2 separate regions of the Zea mays genome follow, and region 2 is linked to region 1. A link is a contact called in public Hi-C data. All regions are on one chromosome and are shown on one strand. Each heading gives the region's core, a stretch centred on a gene start, on an enhancer-like site or on the middle of the called end of the contact. The rest is flanking DNA. Distances are from core to core; before and after follow the strand shown. Region 1 holds the start of LOC100283256. Region 2 holds the start of LOC100191930 (Tetratricopeptide repeat (TPR)-like superfamily protein).

Region 1 (4,203 bases), core at 393-2,892:
TCCTTGGTGTTGGTCACGTACTAGAGTGTGTGTGGCAAATTCTAGTGTGGTGTTTGCCCCTTCAGGGGTTGTATGAGTAGTCCTCCTCTGCTTAATATAATGATGTATAGCTCTCTTGTGTGTTTGAGAAAAAAAAAAAGAGTCGCATTTGAAGTACCATTAAACATTTTCCTACATGAATGGTTGTGATACAAAGTATTGATTCGAAGTAACATAAACTTCCACATATTAAAAGCCCTCGTTGTCAAAATGTCATCCTTACCCAAAAAAATACCAGTACAAGAAGTCCACATTTTTGTCAAAGTAGAAATTATAAGATTGCTTGCCTAGAAATTAACTGAGGGGCATTTTGTTTCCATTTTATTTCAACCAACAGGCTAGTCCTGCATACATCATTTCGAGTAGAGAAACTCTACAACCATACAAGTATACAACTTCTGATACACCAGAATTGAGCCAGGCCATTTAGGATCAAGTAAATCGTCAGAAGCAATTTGCTGATCTTTTTTTTATCTCTAACTTTCTGAAAAAACAAATGATGCAATTAGCCACAAAAGATGAGATATTCAATGCAGCAGCCAACAATTCTGATCAAGGTATGCCAAATCCAGAATTCCAGATGCCAGGCCACCTAACAGTAACCAACACAACATAGTCGGAACAGAACAAGTTGGATGCTGTGAGCACGCAGAAAAATTGGATGCTGTGACTGTGAGCGAATACAATGGCTCAGCACATCAGAAGATGGAACCAAAACTATCATGCACAGGTGCTGCTTTTTTTGAAAAAATGGTTTTGACACGGCATTTACCAAAATAATCATTGCTATTACTGAATTTCTTGTTCTAGCCGTGTCTATTGTGGAATTTTTTGTCATATGGCCTGGCAGTTAATTATAATTTCTGCAATTTCGTTGACATATGGCCTGGCAGTTAATTATAATTTCTGCAATTTCGTTGACATATGGCCTGGCAGTTGGATATAATTTCTGCAATTTCGTCAATCTTAATATTATTTTTGTAATTGTTGGAGCAAGTGATCTTTTTGAGAAAAAAAGCTGCAAATTTTCGCGGATTAATCTACATAAACAGTGAGGTCGCAGTAAGGACAACATTAACCAATACTATCAGTGCGTGGCTACCCGTGCACGGGGGAGAGCTAGTATCCACAGTTCCACACAGCACGCATAGAGGCATACACCGCATACGGCATACCCAAATCACATACTTAGTCGGTACCATGTACCAACGCGAACGCGTGAATGGAGGGAGAAACCACACATTTCGCGTGATTTCGCTGAGTAGCACGCGCGCGGATAAATAGCGAGCAAGTCACAGGGGCACCGGGCAAGCGAGTGTACTTACCGTCCTCGTCGGGGACCTGAACGTGGACGAAGAGGAAGTGGAAGCCCCCAGGGTTGGAGCGGACGAGCTTGGAGAGCGTCCAGTCGAAGGCGGTGCGACAGCTGATGGAGGGGTGCGGGTACCCCTTGAGCGACGACTCGTTCACCGCCATCATCACTCTCGTCGGCGCCGACGAGTCCGCCATTGCAGCGCGCTCGCTTGGGCTGCCTTCCTCAAGAGGAGAAGTTTTGGGGGAAATTTTGAGCAGAGGGGAGAGTGACAGAAGGCAGCCGACCTATTATCGGCAAAACGTGTAATCCCCTCGTTTTGCTAGGTCTACGCTGGCATCAACCAAGCAAAGCCGCCTGGAGCCCCCGAGACGGCGAGACCCAAATCTTCTTCCTTTTATTTTGCGAGGGACTAGCCTAACATAGATTTTATTCCATTTGGAATCGACAAATATTTGCAGAAACAAACTCGTGGGTTATCACTAGTATATAGTATATTCTAACGCTACGAATCCCGTGAAGAAAAGGGGTCGATCGTGACAGGGCCGTACCTGAGGGGTGCGGAGGATACGGCCGCACCGGACCTAAAAACAGAGGACCCTCTAGCCACTAGACGATAGCACTTTTTTCCTATTAAACCTATCTATTCTAGACACAAATACACAAAGAGCGATGCACTATCGACCAGTCTCGTTTAGATTGTTAAACTAATATCTCAATTACTTATCGAATACTCCATCTGTTTCAAAATAGTATTTATTTTAGCTCTTGATTTTTATGTTTATATTCAACTAGATGATGATGAATCCTCTAAAGAAGCAAAACGAATTCTATTTTGGTATAGAGAGCATTAGTTACTATACACATGATGGTTGCATCGGCATAGAGAAGTTTTTAAAATTGAAATATTTGTGTGAACTATTTATGGTCAACAATAACTCAAGATAGGTTAAATGGCTTGGTGATTCTATATATCGAAAAAAGTTGTTGGATGAGATTGATCTCAATAATATAAGCGATGACTTTATATCACAAAATATTAGAAAATATTTTTAATGATATCAGATAACAAGTATATGTTTTTGGCTATATTTTACATTTGTTATCTTATAAACATCAAAACAGTGCATAATAGTTTTTATACGTCAAATATTCGATACTATATGTATAATTATATATTTGTGTGGATGGGTCCTCCACATCGGATTTCGCACTGGGTCTCTGAAAAGTCAGGAACGGGCCTGGATGGTGATGGCAGCGTGAAGAGAGGGGTTGACAGTGGCGACGTGAGTGAAGGAGAGGAGGCGGCGGGTTGACGGCAGCGACGTGAGTGAAGGAGACCATGTGCCAATGAGCCGCGTTACGGTACCGGACCCAAGCCCGAGCGGAGAGAGGGAACCAAAGACGCCTACTAGCCTGAAGACCTAGGTCCCACCTTGCAGGGTTCGAATGTCAGACATAGAGGTTCGAGACCCTTGTGCGAGATTCGGATGAAGGACCCGTCCATGGAGGTCTTGACTGAATACGCGAGGGTTTAAGACCTACCCATGAGGGTCCAGACAGTACACGTGTAGGTCTAGGACCTGTCTATGGGGTCCGGAAGGCATACGCGGGGGTCTAGGCCCCACTTGTGGGGGTCCAGACTCGTTGATGTAGTCCCTCAGCATTTTCCCTTCTGTGACACGTGGCCGACAGTCCCACTCTGCTCAACCTATCTGTGCGAGATGTTTACGTTGGGCCTGGCTCGCGCTGGTTTAAGCTCTATACTAGTTTATCTTCTGTGATACAAGAGACCAAACAAACGTTGTTTTTTGCATGCATAGATGCAGCTACATCTATAAGGAAGGCAACCACACGCGTCCTATATGTACGAAGTCACAAGTGTTTTTTTTCTTAGGTTTTGTCTTAATGTGAAGCATATTCTTATACACCTAGGATAGCAGCGTAGGAAAAATGGCCATGACATGGTCACGGTGTATCTAAACACCTGATTGAGGTTGTTATAATTTCTTTTTGCGACGGCAAACTTTGAGCATATAATGAGCAAAGAAAACATGCTTCGATATATTCACAGGAGGAATCTGATTCAACCGAGCCCTTTCATCACCATCCAGATTTTTTTTTCTTTGGTGCATTTTTGGTGTGCAGGAAGCAATGTATGCTTTCGGTTAGCATTCGCATGGGCTGCCGATCTCCCCGATCCATGATGCACTTTGGAGACGTGCAGCGGTTGTTCAGTTTCGTTTGGACGGAAACGCGTGGTACGGGCCAGCTGCGAGCTGACGTTTGTCTCGCCGGCCGACATACGCACAATCTTGTTCCACGTAGAGGCCGTGCGCTGTCTCCTGCTCACACGTGGGTCACTGCCCATTGACCGAACGATGATTGTAGAAGCGCGGGTCCGGTGAGTAATGACTCATTATCCCTATGATTGGATAGGTGATTGCGCGCAGTCTAGCTCACCGCAGACTAGTTCACCGGATAGGAGCGATTTTTTGGGTTATGCAGATGCAACTAAATAAGCCTACAATGTATCGATGCGTGCGCGACGGGACTCCTACAACGAATCAAACATGTGCTGATCCATAGTCAATGCATGTGAAGAATCTGCCTCTCTTAATACGGGCAACCAAACACATGATATATATTTAGATTTCAGCTATTTAAAAAATACAATTACAGTTTACAATTTTTGTTAACGTTTCTAAATATATAAGGGCCCCTTTGGCAGGGCTCTGGCTTCTCCAAAAACGGCTTTGGCTCTGGCTCACGAGGTGAAACCACTTCTTTAGATGAGCCAAAGCCATTCTGAAAAATCATTTGGCAAAACGGCTTATAGGTTGTTTTTCAGA
Region 2 (4,225 bases), core at 1,263-3,762, 220 kb after region 1:
ACTTCTTCTCGCCACAAGTGCGGAGCTTTGCAATTGCGCTCTTGAAGGAGTCGTAGGACTCGCCATAGTTGCCCAAAATGTAGTGCAGCACGCCCATCTGAGCCTCAATGCCAGCAATCGTGCTCTGCTGGCCGGCAGAGTTGTTGTACATTTTTAAGGCCTTCTGAAGTAGCTTGAGCGCTTGCTCGTGCTCATTCATCGTCTCATATATGGCTGAGACGTCAGTTAGACCAGTGGCGATTTCTTCCAGAGAAGTCCCTGGAATAGGCTTTTGGTAGATTTTTAGGGCGTTTTCACAGTAGGATTTTGACTCCCTCAGCTTCCCCGTCTTATTGTACAGATCTGCTAGGCGCACGAAAACAGAAGCCACAGTTGCATGGTTCTCCCCTTTGCTGGTCTTGAATACAGTGAGAGCTTTCTGGTAAGCAAACACAGCCTCATCATACCGGCCCAGGGAGAGGTAGATATCACCAATGCTGCAATCCACTGAGGCCACCTCTGTCTCCTGACCATTGGCTACCATGGACATGCTGGCCATCACTAGATGCTCCAGGGCAGCTTCGTGATCACCCTTAGTGTCACAAATTAGACCCATCAGCCTCCTATCAGCTGTTTCTTCTAGTGAGGCCGTCTCGCGATGCTCCCTGTGGATGTCAAGGGCTATCTGACACAATCTTTGTGCTTCATCGAGTTGTAGTGCCTGCACATGGGCCTCAGCTAAGTACCGACAAGTCTCTCCAACCCTTGGGTCTTGCTCTCCCAATGTTTGCTTTTGTATTTCAAGCCCAGAAGCATACCATTGCAGTGAGTGTGCAGTTTGACCTAGCATGCCATAGGTGTCCCCCAACTGCATGCAACCAGAAAACTTTGCGAGAGCATGTTCCTGGCCTTCCTCGATTACAGGGATCTCAATGGATCGATGCAGCACAGGTACAGCCTCTTCATATTTTCCCAAGTTGCAGTAGATTGCTGCAACAACATGCAAACTCATCACTAAGTTCAAGCTTGGCTTTCCACCAGCACACTTCTCAAACGACTTTGTGGCACGGAGAGCATATTTCAATGCCCGCCGTGGGTTTTCTGAGGCAATCAAGTCTCTTGCATGTTTAAGAAGAAATGGACCAAGGTCTGGGTTATCAAGCCCAGCATCTTCTGTTCCACTCTGTGGGTTGGCATTTGATTTCCGCCGTCGGCCAACTCGGCTTGCCGGTTTGCTGACCTCGCTCTCACCTTCCTCAGTGGACGCCTTTCCATTGAGTCCAACAGAGGCATCAGACTCAAGCTGTGATTTTGATGCCTTCTTCGACTTCTTGGACGAACTGGAAGAGTGTTCCTTTACTGGGGTCCCATTCTCAGCAGGAGCAGGGGGTACAACGTTGGCAACACTCCCATTCTCCTCTTCCTCCTCAATCACCTTCATGGCCTCCATCTCCCCAGCAACAAGATGTCGAAGCTCCGAGTCAATTCTAGACTCCTCCCCGTCCGAGCCAAAGCTCTCGCGTGATGGGGAGCCACCCTCACTTGAGCTCTCCATCTCGCATACGTTGTTGTAGAGTTGCTCGATTGAGGGTTCCCCAGCACCGGAGGCCTCAACATGCATCTCAAGCGCCTCGCTTTGCATGCTACCCGCCATCGTTGAAGCTGCTGTCGACTTTGGGGCAGGCAGACTTTCGTTCTGTGGAGAGAAATTCACCCCGTTCGGCACCTCCTCTGCAACAACTCCATCCTCTGTAATTCCAGGCATCTTATGGTGATAATTATGTCAAATAATTGTTCTTCCAAGAAACCGAGGGAGATGATAGCTCTACACAATACCCTGGAAAAAAAACGGAATTTTTTTATTATTAAGGCGACATGTGAATGCTTCAAAACTGAAGCCGAACAACCAATAAACGGAAAAACAGGAAGATTGGCTAAGGCCAGGGGCGGAGCCAGTAAAGGGCATGCGTGTACAATTGTACACCCACTAACTTTTGCTCAAAGAATCGATGCTGGCAGGCATGCGTACGCTAGTAATTAGATCAGATCCGAACAAAAATAGCTTAAATTAGGGTCGTGTGCTCGGTTTCGCACAGCAGGAATGGAAGAGAAAGGGTGCGCAAACCTGGTGTGTGTTCGTCGCCGGCAAAAGACCCGACGAAGACCTGAGCACCTGGCGTAGGGGCGTCGGCGAGTCGCCCAGTTGGCAGTTGCCCACTAGAGAGGGAGGAGCGACCGAGCCAGCTGGGTGAACGAGAGAAGAAAAGGCAAGGTGCGAAATCCGGGTGGCAGTCGGGTGGATCTGGGTGGCCTCACCGTGATCAGCGCTCAGCAGCTCGAACTAGCCTCTGGACGGCATTGCGCTTGCGTGGGTCGATCAGCTCGCGCGACAGGGAGGCCAGATGGAGGGAAACCGTCAGGTCCGTTGCGGCAGGAGGATAGTCTGGTAGGAAGAGGCTGGGAGAAGCTCGCTTGCCATAGGGACGAGGTGGTGACGGAGGGTAGGAGAGACAGAGAGAAGAGGAAGAGAGAAGACGAGTGCGGCAGAGCCGCGAAGAGCAGGGGGCAGACTAGAGAAATGATGGCTCGCGCCTCGGTGTAATCGGACCACACTACCACATCCACAGCCACAGCCACAGCCACGAGCGGGAAGGGGAATATTGTTCCAGCTCAGCATGGAAGTACCCATTTAAAGTCTGGGACTCTGGGTATTAGTCTATCCGTGGCCGTTTCAGTAAATTTTTCTCCATGTACCGCATTATGCAGTCAATTCGATTATATCCTCTATTTTTCTCTTCTCCGCAGCAGAAGCCAGAGGTTATCTTTAAATTCTCCCTATACCCCCACCAAATCATAAAGTATCATTTTCTACATCTATTTATCATCCAATATCAATTTTTCCTAACTACCAAACTCCAATGTGCACTATAGCGCACAGGAAGGGGGTGGGGGTCGACACCCTCACGCTAGATCTGGCGGATCCTTGTATGCTCTCCTAGTACTGTAGCGCAAGGAGGACCCATTAGAGTGCAACGATTCTGCTCTAGAGCCATACCAGATACGCCCTAACTCTCGAAACAGAAAAAGAATGGCGGCAATTTTCCCTCCATCCACCTGCATCCTCTCCCACTACGGATGCGTGCATCGCTTATATCCTCCCTAGTTTCGTCGTGGGGGAGGACCATGCAGCGGCGCCGGTAGTGGTGGTACATTGTCCGGGCAACAACTTCGATAAGGGGGACTACGCCACCAAGGTCAACAGGTCAAGCTCCTAGTAAATACAAGTCTCCACCGTAAGATCCCACCCTTGTGTTATAAAAGGGCAAGGCCCCCTCCTTCCCACACACGCACCAGTTGTAACACAGTTCTCAAGTAATATTACGACTAGTACTATACTGGACTAGAGCGCCAACCTGAAATAATATAATTCTTTGCCTCAAACTCTACGCTCGAGTCTCACCGATTCACCATTCGGAGTGAGTCTGCGCTAGCATCTCCCACCGAACACAAATTATATTATTCATCGGTTTCTGGAACCACGGCAAAATCCGTCTTATAAAGCTGAATCAAACATACCCTAAGTCTGAAAAGTCCATCATATATATGTTTACTTAGGACGATGATAGCCTACCAACCTACTTTACTTTTGGTCTCTATCCTTGAATCTAGTTCTTACCGTATCATTTTTATTTCCTTTTGTCTCACAAATTGTCACTTTGTTTTTTTATATGTTACATCCACGAGGCATGATTTGTTATAATCACGAGGCACCATTTGTTAGTCACCTGAAAAATACTTCATTGCTTATTTATGCTGCTGTCCAACTCTGAATCTACTTACATCTATATCCATGTCTTTTAGAAAAGCTGCATGCAAGCTATATTCACATATCATATCTTGTTAATAAGTGCCACATGCATCACCCTCCAATAAGTGCAACATCATCATCTACCATTAAGTGCAAACTATTATTTTCAGTATATCAACATACATGACATGCTATCTCTGTTTGGTGGTCATATTTTCTTTTATATAAATTGATCTAATATTCTATAAGCTTTACCGAGTAATGTTAGCAACACGAGTGTAACGATTTCATCATAAAAAAAAATCCGCAGCGACACGGGAGAAATGGATATTATTGTTCTGCTTACTAACATAGCAACATGCCCCTGCACGCTATGTTTCTCTCTTCCTGGTTTTTTTTAAAGAAAAAACTCGGGTGCACGGTTGGTAAAGCGATGCG

What was found. Hi-C and Micro-C count contacts between places; a contact is called where the count stands out from the background.
Region 2: a Hi-C map of tassel shows a contact between it and region 1, with 2.6 times the contacts expected there. The contact joins the promoter of LOC100191930 here to the promoter of LOC100283256 in region 1. A contact is called at or near these places in 3 of 25 Hi-C or Micro-C datasets (ear, leaf and tassel).

Annotation. Positions count from the first base shown.
Region 1 is chr4:165,510,612-165,514,814 of Zm-B73-REFERENCE-NAM-5.0, forward strand. It overlaps LOC100283256, which reads right to left and starts at 1,643. Exons shown (of 4, transcript NM_001156158.2): 1 at 1,365-1,643. The coding sequence starts at 1,548.
Region 2 is chr4:165,731,869-165,736,093 of Zm-B73-REFERENCE-NAM-5.0, forward strand. It overlaps LOC100191930 (Tetratricopeptide repeat (TPR)-like superfamily protein), which reads right to left and starts at 2,513. Exons shown (of 3, transcript NM_001137354.1): 1 at 2,105-2,513; 2 at 1-1,816. The coding sequence starts at 1,744.